2 separate regions of the Macaca mulatta genome follow, and region 2 is linked to region 1. The links are chromatin contacts, called in public Hi-C maps. All regions are on one chromosome and are shown on one strand. Each heading gives the region's core, a stretch centred on a gene start, on an enhancer-like site or on the middle of the called end of the contact. The rest is flanking DNA. Distances are from core to core; before and after follow the strand shown. Region 1 holds the start of PDCD7 (programmed cell death 7). Region 2 holds the start of CLPX (caseinolytic mitochondrial matrix peptidase chaperone subunit X).

Region 1 (3,875 bases), core at 939-3,438:
AATTCAAATAATAAGCACGAGAGAGGCAAAAAGAAAGTGACTGGCCACAGGCACGGTGGCTCACGACTGTAATTCCAGCACTTCGGGAGGCCGAGGCGGGTGAATCATGAGGTCAGGTGATCAAGACCATCCTGGCTAACATGGTGAAACACCGTCTCTACTAAAAATACAAAAAAATTAGCCGGTCGTGGTGGTGGGTGCCTGTATTCCCAGTTACTCTGGAGGCTGAGGCAGGAGAATGGCATGAACCCAGGAGGCAGAGCTTGCAGTGAGCAGAGATCTCGTCACTGCACTCCAGTCTGGGCAACAGAGGGAGACTGTCTCAAACAAACGAAAATGTGACTGGCCAGGTGCAGTGGCTCATGCCTGTAACCCCAGCACTTTGGGAGGCCAAGGTGGATGGATCACCTGAGGTAAGGAGTTTAAGACCAGCCTAGCCAACGTTGTGAAACTCTGTCTCTACTAAAAATACAAAAATTAGCCAGGCATGGTGGTGTGCACCTGTAATTCCAGCTACTTGGGAGGCTGAGGCAAGAGAACTACTTGAACCTGGCAGGCAGAGGTTGCAATGAGCTGAGATCGCGCCACTGCATTCCAGCCTGGATGACAAGAGCAAAGCTCCACCTCAAAAAAAAAAAAAAAAAAAAAAAGACTATTCCAGAGCTTGGCTGAGGAGAAGCAGTACAGTCTCCTGCCTTAAGGAAACCGCTTCAGCTTTCTCAGCAGAAAGTGAAGGCTTAAAAGGGGACTTAGGGCCAGGCGCAGTGGCTCACACCTGTAACCCCAGCACTTTGGGGGGCCGAGGTGGGCAGATCACCTGAGGCCAGGAGTTCGAGACCAGCCTGGCCAACACTGCGAAGCCCCATCTCTACTAAAAATACAAAACCACTAAAAATACAAAAATTAGTCGGGAGTGGCAGCGGGGGCCTGTAATCCCAGCAACTAGGGAGGCTGAGGCACCAAGAATAACTTGAAGTCATGATGCAGTGGTTGCAGTGGGTGAAGATCGCATCATTGCACTCCAGCCTGGGTGGCAGAGGGACTCTGTCTCAAAAAAGAGGGTGGGGGGGCGCAGGACTTGGTTGACCTGGATGGCATGTAAGGGGGTTGGCGGGGGGGTGGGAGGGGAAACCAAGGAGGTGCTAGGACTATGGGACTTGCTCCTATGTATCTATTGGTGATCTGGTTGGCGCTATGGAGCCTGGGGCGAAGGCAGGGGTGGGGGGGGAGGGGGACAGAGCTAGGTTGTAAATTGACAATTGTCCCCAGGCAATCCCCTGGTATGGGAAAGTTCCAGAGGTGCCTGGTTTAAGCTTCAGTCCTTGGAACTAATAAGCAAACACATTAGATAAGCTTACAGTGTAGACAGTTGTGGTGCAGAGAAGGTGAAGGTTAATTGGATTCCTTTTTTTTTTTTTTGAGACAGGTGTCACTCTGTCGCCCAGGGTGGAGTGCAGTGGCGCTATCGTGGCTCATTGCAGTCTTTACCTCCCAGGGCTCAGGTGATCCTCCCACCTCTGCCTCCCCAGTGGCTGGGACTACAGGCGCACGCTACCATGCCCGGCTACTTTTTAATATTTTTAGTAGAGCCAGGGTTTCACTATGTTGCCCAGACTGGTCTCAAACTCCAGTTCTCAAGCGATCCTGCCTGCCTTGGCCTCCCAAAGTGCTGGGATTACAGGCGTGAGCCACAGCGCCCACCCTATAATTGCATTCCTAAAGAGCTAAGTCGGAGGTGGGGGGAAACGAGAAAGGTAAAAATAGTTCATTTTTCTAAGAAAAATCTACTATCTACTATGGCCTTTGCACATGTTCCCATCTGCACTGTGCTTCCCTCTCTTTTTCTATTTAACTATTTATCTTCCAGATCTCAGCTGCAGCTGCAGTTCCTCAGGATAACCTCCAACTTCTCGAAGATACTCACCATGATTGATTAGTATGTTATACTAGGCAGGTAGTTCCATGAAGAGAAGATCTGTATCTCTCAGTCTCAGTGTATGCGCAGCGGGTAGCTCTGCACCTACGATCCTCAGTAAGAACAGTATTTATGAACTGAACGACCGAATGTTTAACCACTGCCCACTTACGCAAGAAGCCTTCCGGAGGGACAAGTCTACAGACGCCGCGCGTCGCAACAACGTCACTTCCGCCGGAAGGTTCTCATGAGGAACCACTCAGATTCCTGTCACTTCTCAAAGCATCTCCGTCGAAGACATGGCTCTGCCACCCTTTTTCGGCCAGGGTCGCCCAGGCCCACCGCCCCCGCAGCCGCCGCCTCCTGCTCCTTTCGGCTGTCCGCCACCGCCGCTGCCCTCCCCGGCTTTCCCGCCTCCTCTCCCCCAGCGGCCCGGCCCTTTTCCGGGGACCTCCGCCCCCTTCCTTCAGCCTCCGCTGGCTCTGCAGCCCCGAGCCTCCGCGGAAGCCTCCCGCGGCGGCGGCGGCGGCGGCGGCGCTGGCGCCTTCTACCCGGTGCCACCACCGCCGCTGCCTCCTCCGCCGCCCCAGTGCCGGCCCTTCCCGGGGACCGACGCCGGCGAGCGACCGCGGCCGCCGCCTCCCGGCCCGGGGCCGCCTTGGAGCTCGCGCTGGCCTGAGGCGCCGCCGCCGCCGGCCGACGTGCTCGGGGATGCGGCCCTCCAGCGCCTGCGCGACCGGCAGTGGCTGGAGGCGGTGTTCGGGACCCCGCGGCGGGCTGGCTGTCCGGTGCCCCAGCGCACGCACGCTGGGCCCAGCCTTGGCGAAGTGCGAGCGCGATTGCGCGGGGCTCTGCGCCTGGTGCGACGGCTGCGCGGCCTGAGCCAGGCCCTGCGCGAGGCCGAAGCCGACGGCGCGGCCTGGGCCTTGTTGTATTCCCAGGTGGGGCCGCTGCGCGCGGAACTGGCCGAGCGGCTACAGCCGTTGACCCAGGCTGCCTATGTGGGCGAGGCGCGGAGGAGGCTGGAGAGGGTCCGGCGCCGCCGGCTGCGGCTTCGCGAGAGGGCCCGGGAACGCGAGGCCGAGCGGGAGGCAGAGGCCGCGCGGGCAGTGGAACGCGAGCAGGAGATTGACCGCTGGAGGGTGAAGTGTGTGCAGGAGGTGGAGGAGAAGAAGCGGGTGAGAGCAGCGGCCGCGCATGGGGGTGGGAGTGGTGGTGGTTGGAACCTGGAGCACCAGGAGGCTTTAAACTTCCATTTCCCAGGGCTAAGGCTCTGTCCTTACGCGCAAAATGAAGCGACAGCTAACCTTCCCACCTCATACCACCATGTTAATTTTGTGTTAATGATGTACACAAAAGTTCAGGTGCACTGTAAAGTCCTGTAAACACAAAGTATAGGATTACACAGTGGCATTGCACGAATGACGGGTCTCCTCTATCCTGCTCCAACATTGTCCACTTACTTTCAAAACCAGTAAGTGTCTAGTTCCTTGTGTCTTGTGCTGCCCTAGGTGATTTTAAGAACACAAAATATAGGCCGGGCGCGGTGGCCCACGCCTGTAATCCCAGCACTTTGGGAGGCTGAGGCGGGTGGATCACGAGGTCAGGAGTTCAAGGCCAGCCTGGCCAAGATGGTGAAACCCCGTCTCTACTAAAAATATAAAAATTAGCCATGCCTGGTAGCGGGCGCCTGAAATCCCAGCTACTCGGGAGGCCGAGACAGGAGAATCGCTTGAACTCGGGAGGTGGAGATTGCAGTAAGCTGAGATCACACCACTGCACTCCAGCCTGGGCGACAGAGCAAGACTGTCTCAAAAAAAATAAATAAAAAGAGAGCTTTGGGACCCTACCTCAAGGAATATATATATACTCTAATTAGCTGATGGGGCAATAGTGATTCCCCGAGGATTCCTTTTTTACAAGTTTCAAACCATGTATCCCCAGGTTCAGCAATAGTGTT
Region 2 (4,123 bases), core at 787-3,286, 50 kb before region 1:
TGGCAGGGAAGGTCCATCTACTTGGTTCCTTCACCTCTACTACAAAGCTATAGCTTCTGAGAAATTTTGCGAATATAGTTTGAAACACTGGATTGAGGGAATACTGGAGACTCTCCTCTCTCGGAATTCTATTAATGGACTCAGGGGAGGAAGACCAAAGTCTTGGTGAGGGAAGACGTGGGCTCTCTTCTAGTCTCTGCAACTATGGTGGCTCAAGACCATAGTGGTACTCCCTCACTATGCTGAGGGAGTACCAGGAGTCACCTATCCAAAGAGAGAGAAAAAATTGTGGCCTGGGCCAAGGCCAATGACCCTTCTCACAGCTAGACACAGGGACCTAGAAGCCACATTTCTCTGGACTGGATGGAGATTGATGAGGGCTCACTGACTTGTGTGACCTGGTCTTGCCTCTCCCTTTGCTGCCTCCCCATCCCCACCCGCAAAGCTCAGCAATAAAGGCACCTAAGCTCACTTGGCAATTTCTCTGGGGTTCAGAGTTAATAAGAATCTCATACACAATGTAAATACTCAGTCTGGCACCAACCCAGATGGGACAAGGGCGTGACTCACTTGTCACCAACCTCCATCCTGTGCAGCTGGTCCATCTGTTTAGCTGTGCAGAAGCAAGCCCTGCAAGAGGGCTCCAACAAAGTGTTGGGGTCCGCGTGTTTCCTAAACAAAGGAACCAAGACACAAGACAAGACAAACATGGCGGCCGCCTCGAATGGCGCACTCTGCTTTATTTTATACAGTCGTTTGTGGAATGTTGCCAAGTTACAAGACACATTGTTGTTTTTCTGACCTTTCCCAGACTTTCTGGATTTTCAAGATGTTTACACATAAACAAGCCCCCAGGGTCTGCTGTTTGCAGCTGGCTCCTTTGTCCTCCCTGTTTACAGGGAAGGAACGCCCTGCTTCATTTGCAAGAGCAGGACTTAGCAGGAACACCCTGCTTCGTTTGCAAGAGCAGGACTTATTGGCAACGTCTGGTTTGCACATAGTCCCCTACACAAAGCCTAACAGAAAAGGGTTTAATGAAGGGAGTATTTACTAGCGTGTGTTCAGGTTTAAGAAAATCAGTCGGGCGTGGTGGTTTACGTCTGTAATCCCAGCACTTTGGGAGGGCAATGGGAGAGGATGACTTGAGCCCAGGAGTTCGAGACCAGCCTGGGCAACATAGGGAGACCTCATCTTTACTAAATAAGGAGGGAGGGAGGGAGGCAGGGAGGGAGACAACCCTCAAGACTGTAAAACACCCATGGACTACCAACAGCTGGAAGCTTTATCACCACGAGGCCTGAAAGAACAAGGAGAGGGAGCTGTTACCACCTAACAGTTGTTGCTTAGGTAACTAACTGACAATACCACCTCCACCTTACAAGTGATGAAACTAAGGAGAATGATAAGACGAGGAACACAGGATGTGGAATCCCGGGGGAAGAAACTTAGTCAATCTGAAGCATCTAGCGGCTACCAAGGTACTTTAGAGACTTCCCCCGTGGATGGTTAAGCTACCATCCTCACCTTGACCTTCCCTGCCGCCCACCGAAAGTGACCGGAAGAAGAGCTTGACTATGACGACTAGGGACTACAAGTCCCGGCATGCATCTCTCCGCGTCTATCTCAAAACCGTTCAACTTTAGGATAAAAGGGCTTTTGGCAACAATGCGCGTCGGGACCTGTAGTCGCCGCCGTTGGGTCTAGGCGCTTGCCGTAGGGCACTAATTGGCGCGCCCACGGTACCGCCCCCTCGCCTTCGCCTCACGTAGCTTCTCCAGCGCGCATACGCGGCGCGTACCCACGCCCTCCGCCCCCTCCCCGGGCCTACGGCGCAGGCGCGCGCAAGCTCCGCGGGCCCGGTAGGCTGGGGGTGGGGGGAGAAGGAGGGGAAGGGAAGGGGGGTTGGGTGTCTAGTCTGGTGAGTAGACGGCTGTGGGGCACAGAAGCGCGAAGGCCTGGCAGTCGGGCAGGTGAACTCTGCACGGGGTCTAGGGCCCGCGGAAGGGTTCGGAACCGAGTCAGCGCGCCTTGCGAGCAGGATTCGCGCAGCTGAGACCCGGAGGTCCTCAGGGGGCGAAGCCCCGGCCTAGGCCTCGCGGAAATGCCCAGCTGCGGTGCTTGTACTTGCGGCGCAGCTGCCGCCCGGCTCATCACGTCCTCACTCGCCTCCGCGCAGAGAGGTAACGAAATAGTGCCACTCCTGAGCTCTCAGCCAAGGGGGAGGGGGTGGACTGGCTGGTGGGTAGGGGTCCTGGGGAGGGCACGAGGCCTGCTGCACCCGGGGAGTGTGAGGGAATGGGCGGCACTTCGCCCGGCACCCACTGCTTTCCCCGTGGAATGGGGCTCTGCCGACCTCTGGAGCAGCCGTTGCTCAAATTGGAAGTAAACTCCTTCCCACGCGTCTTCTTGCGCGCTTTCAGGCCCGCTGACTTTGGGGCCGGAATGCGGCCACTTCGTAGAAACCCTGAAAGAGGCACAAAATGTTCCTCTTATTAAAAAATGCCTCCAGATCCCACTCAGCCCTGCCGGGGACCGCCGCCTGCCCCGGCCGCGGCTCTTCTTCCGCAGCCTGGCCGGGATCCCTCTCGGGCCCGTTGGGGGCTCCAGGAGGGGCTGTCCCTGCTAGGGTCCCCTAGGACTCAGGGCACCCAGCTGACCGTCCCGGACGCAAGCCGCGCGATACCAGAGATGTTACTATCACTGTGCGGCCCAGACACTGGGACATAAACAAGGTTCACAATATTTCCCGGCGTCAGGCAAGCCCCGGGGCACGCAGGACAGCGGCGGGGGAGATGGGGAGAGGTCCCGCAGGAGTTGGTTCGGAAGTCCTTGGGTGTTTCAGCAGTCCTTTGCTGGCTTTCCCAACTTGACCGGGAGGTTGTTTCCTAAGAGTGGCGCATGTTGTTTACCTTTCCTTTCTGTTTATCTGAAGCTGTGAAAGAATGGCGCCCCAGCCAAGAGAGTCTGGAAAATAAACTTTTTTTCTCTTCCTCAAATCTATGGATGTCAGATCACGAGGCTAGATCCTGTTATAATCACTGACTTCTAGACAAATTCTTTTTATTTGGACTTACCGGTTCATGACCCTTGGATGGATTTTTAAAAAGGTCCCTTTTATCTAACTTTTAAACCAATTATAAAATCCCTATTGTTTACTAAATGTATCTTCTAGTTTCTTTACTACACAAGGAGGGATTGAATGAGGTAATGTGGGCAGAAGCATTTTGTAAAATGATACATAAATGTAAGAGAGTGAATTTAATCCTAAATCATTGTTAAGCCTCAACCAGTAGATGTCCCAATTCCAGGAATTCGATTTGCAAACACTTTAAAGTGTTTTTTTAATCCATTTATGTGACATACATTAATATTTGTCGAGGGCCCACTATGTGCCAGGTCTTTTAGTGCTGGAGGTAAGAGTGGAGAATAAGTCCTCACCCTCATGTTTAAATCTAGTGGAGTAGACAATAATACAGTTTACAGTGGTTGGATGAAGTATGTGTGTGTTCTCTTTGGGCAGGGACGGCTTCTTTGAAAGTGTTCTTGATCTGTTCTAGCCAAGAGTCCGTGAACACTTTTGAATCATAGGAGATAAGCAGTTATTTTTTTTTATTTTCAAAACGACTGGTTTCTTTCTTTTCTTCTTTTCTTTTCCTTCCCTCCTTCCTGTCTTTCTTTCCTTTCTTTTCGTCTTCTTTTTTTTTTTTTTTTTGAGACAGAGTCTCGCTCTGTCGCCCAGGCTGGAGTGCAGTGGCGCAATCTTGGCTCACTGCAAGCTCCACCTCCCGGGTTCACGCCATTCTCCTGCCTCAGCCTCCCGAGTAGCTGGGACTACAGGCGCCGGCCACCACGTCCGGCTAATTTTTTGTATTTTTAGTAGAGACGGGGTTTCACCGTGTTAGCCAGGATGGTCTCGATCTCCTGACCTTGTGATCTGCCCGCCTCTGCCTCCCAAAGTGCTGGGATTACAGGCGTGAGCCACCGCCCCTGGCCTCTGTCTGTCTTGATGGAATCTGCTCTGTTACCCAGGCTGGAGTGCAGTAGCGTGATCTGGGCTCACTACAACCCTCGCCTCCTGGGTTCAAGTGGTTCTCCTGCCTCAGCCTCCCGAGTAAGCTGGGAT

Evidence for each region. Hi-C and Micro-C count contacts between places; a contact is called where the count stands out from the background.
Region 2: a Hi-C map of CD4 T cells shows a contact between it and region 1, with 3 times the contacts expected there. The contact joins the promoter of CLPX here to the promoter of PDCD7 in region 1. A contact is called at or near these places in 4 of 14 Hi-C or Micro-C datasets (CD4 T cells, cortical neurons, fetal cortex germinal zone and 1 more).

The regions. Positions count from the first base shown.
Region 1 is chr7:42,548,410-42,552,284 of T2T-MMU8v2.0, reverse strand. PDCD7 (programmed cell death 7) reads left to right here and starts at 2,188. Exons shown (of 5, transcript XM_015142475.3): 1 at 2,188-3,093. The coding sequence starts at 2,215.
Region 2 is chr7:42,598,136-42,602,258 of T2T-MMU8v2.0, reverse strand. CLPX (caseinolytic mitochondrial matrix peptidase chaperone subunit X) reads left to right here and starts at 2,036. Exons shown (of 14, transcript NM_001260887.1): 1 at 2,036-2,180. The coding sequence starts at 2,102. It overlaps LOC106999218 (a long non-coding RNA gene), which reads right to left and starts at 1,663. Exons shown (of 3, transcript XR_001445945.3): 1 at 1,525-1,663; 2 at 571-672.